Linked DNA regions of Gossypium hirsutum: region 2 is linked to region 1. Evidence: chromatin contacts called from public Hi-C data. All regions are on one chromosome and are shown on one strand. Each heading gives the region's core, a stretch centred on a gene start, on an enhancer-like site or on the middle of the called end of the contact. The rest is flanking DNA. Distances are from core to core; before and after follow the strand shown. Region 1 holds the start of LOC107888758 (40S ribosomal protein S20-2). Region 2 holds the start of LOC107935725 (protein EXORDIUM-like 3).

Region 1 (3,735 bases), core at 897-3,396:
TTGATGCATCATGACCCTTAGCATACTAGATTGTTATTTTAACACAAACAAATCACATGTGCACCATGTAGCTCAAGCATCTAACATTAGCAAAGTCAAGTTCAACATATCAGAACAAGCAAAAAGTTAGCAGTTAGTTCCTTCAAGAAAAAGATGGATGTGGAATTCAAAATTATTAACCAGCATGCAATTACAATAAAGTAGTATAAAATGCAGAGGACAAGGCAAGAATGCATAGACACTCCTGTTTCTTGTGGGTGTTATGATTACAGAGAAAAACAGCATGCAATTACAAAAAAGTTGTATAAAATGCAGAGGACAAGGCAAGAATGCATAGACACACCTATTTCTTGTGGGTGTTATGATTACAGAGAAAAACAGAAATTCAGCAGTATTATATGCTCCATCACAACAAGATACCATTTCTAAAATCATTTCTGACGAACAGGGAACTAGAGTATTCTCCATACAATAGGTTTCTGAAACATGCTTTCGAGGTAGAGTCAAAATAGTTTCAAACATAAATAATTGGGTAATAATGTAAGCTACACAATACAATAAGAGTCCGTTGGACTCAAGGGGAGTAAATACCTTCACCACATGGAGACTTCCTTGTTGTAATGTGAAGAACCTTGGTAGGCATCCTCACAGGTCCCTTAACTCTCAGTCTCTTATCCTTGGCACCACGAACCAGATCAGCACAAACTATCAATTAGACATATAGACATTAGACTAACCAATGCTTAGTCTATCCATTTAATCCATATCAGACCCCCAGAAAGTACTCATCACTATATGAAATTTAGCTAAGAAGAGGAAAATTTGATAGTAACAAGATTATAGAGGTATAAGATAAATCGGTACCTTTCTCAAGGTTTTTCACATTCTTGGAGGAGAGAGTGATTCTGATCTTGTGTATCTGTTCTTGGGGCTCCTCCAAACCAGGCTTGGTCGGCTTCATTGCAGCGTAGGCCATAGTTGCTTTTGTGTTCTGTTCAGTACAATCAATTTCTAATAAATAAAAAAGTTATCATCCAAAAGCAATTCACAAAATTAAAAATCTTAAGACTCAGTCAGCTTTTAGCTAGAAATATCAATATATAAATGATATCGCAAGGGGTGATGGCAATTAAATGCACATCAATTTTCTCACAAAATTCTATTTTCAGTTTCAGTTCTCCCTTATTTTCTTTCTGCTTTGTCCTCATTCTTCTTTACCGATTTCTGAGTTGAAACATGTCATAAGAGATAACAGTCTGACTAGAACTCAAAAGGAAATGGGTTAATTGAAAAAAGGATGCTGATAGGATTGTCACCAAGGTTGGAAAAACTAGGAGCAGTTGAAAATGGAGCTGCAATCTGAAATGCAAATGGGAGAAAAGTTCAGAGGTTGAAATGAGAAATATGTTTAAAAGATGCAGATGATGAAAGGCTCAATCAGAGGAATGGCAGAATTTGAGTCAAAGCTGAAAATTGTATTGTGAGTTGCCACAACAATAAAGTTATAAATCCAGGACTGCGGTTGCTACCAGAAATGTTGGTAGGTTCTAGGATTCAGACTAAATACTCCAAGGCCCAGTGTCACAAATTCGATGGTGGGGATTGTCAAGGATGGTTGCCTAAAATGGTTCTTTGAAGATGATCAATCCAATGATTTCCATTTTAAAACAGTAACGGAAATGTTGCGAAAACTGGAAAAGGTTATAACCCAAAAATTGTGGGTTTTTACTTGTTTGATTGAAGATCATTCCGGTGAACTAGAGCTATAAAACCCAGAATACAGAAAACCTAAAGCACTGTTCTTTCTTATTTTGCTCATTAATCTGACCCCAATTCCAAAGCAAGCTATTTTACACATCAAATAAAAATACCAAGGAAAATAAAAGGGAAAGAGAAAAGGAAACCTGGAAGAAGTGGATGAAGTGAAAGAAGTTAAGTGTTAAGCAACAGCCTTTGGTTGCCTCTTTCCTCAAAAGCCAACGGAGTAAATGTATTTTTAGAAGATATGCAAGGGGATCGGTAGGGGCAGAGGCTTTTATTATTAGGGTTAGGGTTTTTAGAAAGAAGGCTCGACCAAATAGATTTACGGGGTCGGGCTGCAATATTTAGTGGGTAAATTCTTTGTTGGTAACCCAACTTTTAGGGTCTTCCTTGTAATTTTGTCACCTAGGACGTTTTAAGCATTAAAAAAAATTAAGAATTAAAGTAAAAAGGTGGTAGATGCTAAAATGATACACAAAATTATTAAATTATACTTATTTATTTATTGATAATGCCAATTAATTTATTACTATAATATTGAAATTAATTAATTTAATCTCTTTTAAAATTTAAAATTTTATTTTATATTTCCATATTATCCTTAACGAAAATAACTTAAATAACTAATTTTAATAATTGTTTACGAAATTAAAAGTTCTTTTGGTTATATAATCTTGAATATTCCTAAACTAAAACCAAAGCAAAAATACTTGTAATTAATTAAATTAATTGTTTGTTCTTCATTTGGGTAAAGAAGTGATGACAAAAATTATGAGTTTTATTTAGTATAAAATATAAAATTAATTAATTTAAAAGATTTTTCTTTACTTTTAGCTTAACATGAATTATTTGAGTTTAATTTGAAAACACGAAATAAATTTTAAATTTTAAATAAAAAGTAAAATTTTACCGAAAAATTTGAAAAGTAAACTTAGAATTTTAGGAATATTGTAAAAACAATTTCTAAATAAAATGTCCAATCTACCCTTATTCTATATAGGAGTTGAAAATATATAATTTATATAGGTAATTAAAATGTGATAAACAAAATAATATATTAAAAATCATATTAAAGCAAATTTCACCAATATGAACATAAATAGAATTAAAGAAAAAGAAATAATATGATTTAATATTCTAATAAATAAATAGAGAAAACAATGATAAATGGATCACTAATAAGAAAACTATAAAAAATGAGTATTAAACATGTAAAATAAATAAATTCATCCTTTCATCTCGAAATCTTAAAAAAAATTAATGGTTTTTTACTGGAATAATATAAAAAAATATGAAAATGGGTTGATGCTAAAATTAAGTACTGAAAAGGTATATTTGAATGGGTGGAGGACGGTGCATACGCGGCACGACCCTCATTTTCTGACACTTTACAGTAAAAAAAATATATTTTAGTAGTGGAGAGTGTCAGATAGGCGGCACCAGTTGTGCCTATCAGATAGGCAGCACCAGTTGTGCCTATCAGATAGGCAGCACTAGTTGTGCCTATCTGATAGGCGGCACACCCAGTATATTCCCCCACTCCCCTATCCGGCTCGTATCAGTTTGGAAAAAAAATTTAGCAGAACAAGAGAGGGAGAAGAGAAGAAAGAAAGAAAAGAGAAGAAAGAAAAGAAATGTAATTTTTTTTATTGTTATTTTCAAATATAATAGATTATGATAAGAAAAAAAATTGTTAGTATTATATAGTTTGTTTAGTGTTATTTTTATGTTTTGTTTTAAAGTTTTTTTGTTTATTGTGATTTGTTACTAAGTTTTGTGTTTAGATTATTGAGAATGTTATCTTGTAAAATTTTTTAATATATTTGATATTGTTAGAAATGGCAATAAATTTGATATTGTTAGAAATTGACTATTATCATTCATTAAATTTTTTATGTAAGTATTTTTATGTTGTTCGAAATTGTTTTGAGATTTTTTTATTAATTTTTTAACAGATTGAGTAATGAAGATGGA
Region 2 (3,783 bases), core at 996-3,495, 910 kb after region 1:
CGAGTAAATGCACTGTTGGAGACGTATCTTCGGCACTATGTGAGTGCCACACAAAGGGATTGGCCAAAGTTGCTAGATGTGGCCCAATTTTCATATAACTTGCAGCAAAGTGGGACCACGAATCAAAGTCCATTTGAAATAGTGACGGGTCAACAGCCACTCACACCCAACGCTGTTGTGACCCATTACACAGGACCAAATCCGGCAGCCTATAGATTCGCAAAAGATTGGCAAGAGAAGAATGACTTGGCTAGAGCTTGTTTACACAAGGCAAGTAAGCGTAGCAAGAGGTGGGCCGATCAGAACCGAAGGGATGTACAATTTCAAGTGGGTGACTCAGTCCTTGCTAAACTACACTTGATTTTACGATATACTGGTTTGCACAAGGGTCTTGTGCGAAGGTATGAAGAGCCGTTTAAAGTTGTGAAGAGAGTGGGCAAGGTGGCCTACAAGCTGGAGTTGCCACCAAAACTTAAAGTACACCCAGTCTTCCATGTAAGCATGCTTAAGCCGTTTTATGAGGATCAAGAAGATCCAAATCGAGGCAAGTCCGAACGAGCACCGATGGGGGTAAAAGTCTCATATGATCGTGAAGTAGAAAACATTGAGGCAGATCGGGTAATTAGACGAAAGTACCACCGACCACAGCATGAGTACTTAGTTCGATGGAAGGGACTTCCTGATAGCGAAGCAAGTTGGGAACCTGCTGAGGCATTGTGGCAGTTCCAAGGGAAGATTGACCAGTTCCATAAGGAGGATGCGACGAGGGCGTCGCTAGAACAAGTGGGGGAGAATGTCATGGGTTGCGCGTTGGTGCTCGCAACCATGACAAACTGGTGCGATCCATCGTGTTCGAGGGAGGTCATTTAGCCCAACCAAACTGGCCCAACCAAACTGGCCCGGTGATTGGAGAGATTAAAAGCCCATCTCAAGAGGCTGATAGAAATGGGAAGTGTTCTAGAAGATATAATTATGGAATCTTAAAGTTCTATTTGTATATAGCTGGTTATGTAAGCTTAGAGTTCTAATTGTATTCAGCTTTTAATTATAGCTATTGATATACTGTGAGGCTCAACTATAAATAGAGACCTCTTTGCTCATTGTATATTCATTGAGTTATTAATAAGAATTTTGAGAGTATTCACTCAAACTTTTCTCTCAAGTGTTCCTGCTTTTGTTCATCTTTCAAGGCTCGTTCTTACTTCGTTCTTCTGTTGTTCTTCGTGAAAATCTTAAGGGAATTCTATTGAATCCTTTATTATTGCGAGTGAAGTTGACTTGGGCGTTTTTGCTGCTGAATCTTTTTTTTGTTACAAGTTAGGCTGACTTAGGCGTTTTAAGCAGAGAAACTGCCTAAGGCCGCATGGATCGCGTGGGAAAACTCTAAGTCCGTGACACGTTAACTAGTTGATGCGTGGAAACCCAGTTAAAATTAGCTGATGTGGCAGAATAACATGGAGTTTACCCAAAATTTATCCAAAATTACAGCCCAAAATGAGAAAAAAATTTTGCCAATGATAAAGAAAGCAAAACACAAACCCTAATAGAACTTGGAAAAGTTCTTTCTTTGGCATTGAAAATTGATGGCGAAAATGTTGAGGTTGGCATTGAAATGGATGCCAACCACTACAACAATCCTTATAATGTCAGTTCCTTCGATAAGAATGATCCGAACATCGACCCTAGTTTAGTCAAAGCTCCTGCTTGATATGATGTTATGAAGCTTCAAATCAACTTTGATGAGGAATCTGGGAAGATCGTTGATGCTTGCTTTAAAACATTTAGTTGCAGATCGACGATTGCCAAAACTCTGATTGAACTTTTGTCTCTTTCTTTATTTTCTAATCTCTTCTCATCCAGTAATAAGATGATGCATTTGGTTAAATACAACGAAGAAAAGCTCTCGACCGTTCTCATTATCAGAACTATTCTTTGTGAAGCTTGCCCCACCGCGATCCGTAACATCATGTTGCTGTTGAATCACTTTAGAATTTTTCTCTTTTTCATCTATTACCCAATCCAACTAGGGTTTTAAAATGAGGTCATTTACACAGTAAAATAACATATCAAATTTTCATTATGTTTGTAATGAAAACTGGTTAATAAGATTAAGTTTTTTTTCAAAAAGTCTAGTGAGTATTTTATTATTAAAATCAAAATTAATAATTTAAATTTACCAAAAAAAAATTATGTCTCAATACACATTTTCTGAATCCCCCCAACCATCCTCCTTATCCGCCATATTTTTCCCGCCCTATCAGATCAGATCGATCACATGAAATCACACAGCAACGACCATCATGATGGTGATCATAATAATGCCCCCACTCTCAACCCCACCTCTTCTTCCCCTCTTTACTCTTCCATCCTCGCTTTAAAAGAATCTGTCTGTCCTCCACTACCCGCAAATCAATGCCCTGTAAAATTTCTCCATTTTTTTCACCTTTTCCTCCTTTTATTTTTTTAATTTCTTTTTCGTTTTCAAATTAAATTTCTCACTCTCTATATCTACTCTTAATCTTCCACCACTCTCACTTGCTACTATAGCCTTCCATTTCCCTTTTCTTCTCTTCAACCCCACCTGCTAAAATGCACCAATTTCCGGTGCTTCCTAGCCTCATCGCAGTGTCTGTACTGCTGATGGTAACTCCAGTCATTGGGTACCGTCCATGGCCTCACTTAAAACCCAACAGCTCCGATTTAACGTTGGGAAGCTCCAAGAAATTCGAGGGCTCATCAGAGTTCGTCCAAATGAGATACCATATGGGACCAGTTCTCACCGCCAACATCACCGTACACATAGTTTGGTACGGCCGATGGAAAAAATCTCAGAAGAAGATCATCCGTGAGTTCATCAACTCAATCTCCGCCGTTGATGCCAAGCACCCTTCTGTTGCCGGCTGGTGGAAGACCGTACAACTTTATACGGACCAAACGGGCGCCAACATCTCCCATACTGTGCATTTAGGGGAAGAGAAGAACGACCGATTTTACTCGCACGGGAAAAAACTGACGCGCTTGTCGATACAGTCGGTGATAAAAAGCGCGGTGACAGCGAGTACAAAGCCGTTGCCGATAAACCCCAGTAGCGGGCTTTTCCTCTTGCTCACATCCGATGACGTGTACGTCCAGGATTTTTGCGGCCAAGTATGTGGGTTCCATTATTTCACATTCCCATCCATCGTGGGTTACACGCTCCCATACGCATGGGTGGGGAACTCGGCGAAGCTTTGCCCGGGGGTATGCGCTTATCCCTTCGCTGTGCCGAAATACATGACGGGGTTCAAGCCGTTAAAGTCACCCAACGGTGACGTAGGAGTGGACGGGATGATAAGCGTGATCGGACACGAAATTGCTGAACTGGCAACTAACCCGTTGGTGAACGCTTGGTATGCCGGCCAAGACCCAGTGGCACCGGTGGAAATAGCGGATTTATGTGAGGGTATTTATGGAACTGGAGGTGGTGGATCTTACACGGGACAACTATTTAACGATAAAGATGGTGCCACGTTTAACATGAACGGGATCAGACGGAGGTACTTGGTTCAGTGGGTTTGGAATCATATCCTCAATTACTGTACTGGGCCTAATGCACTTGATCAGTAATTTTTATTTTGAAATTAAAATATTTTAGGGTTTCTTTATTTTGGCATTTTGAGGTTTATTAAATATGGACTTTTGTAATATTTATAATTTATATATTATTCCTTATATGAGGATTTGAAAGATTTGGATGGTGGTGATAACAGGGGTTGAAATTAAACGAATTTTCAATATTTTAAT

Evidence for each region. A called contact is a pair of places that touch in the nucleus more often than the background predicts.
Region 2: a contact with region 1 is called in a Hi-C map of leaf, with 2.2 times the contacts expected there. The contact joins the promoter of LOC107935725 here to the promoter of LOC107888758 in region 1. A contact is called at or near these places in 2 of 34 Hi-C or Micro-C datasets (callus and leaf).

Annotation. Positions count from the first base shown.
Region 1 is chrA09:39,451,679-39,455,413 of Gossypium_hirsutum_v2.1, forward strand. LOC107888758 (40S ribosomal protein S20-2) reads right to left here and starts at 2,147. Exons shown (of 4, transcript XM_016812953.2): 1 at 1,905-2,147; 2 at 865-991; 3 at 592-705. The coding sequence starts at 976.
Region 2 is chrA09:40,366,174-40,369,956 of Gossypium_hirsutum_v2.1, forward strand. It overlaps LOC107935725 (protein EXORDIUM-like 3), which reads left to right and starts at 2,246. Exons shown (of 1, transcript XM_041077793.1): 1 at 2,246-3,783. The coding sequence starts at 2,590. The coding sequence ends at 3,606.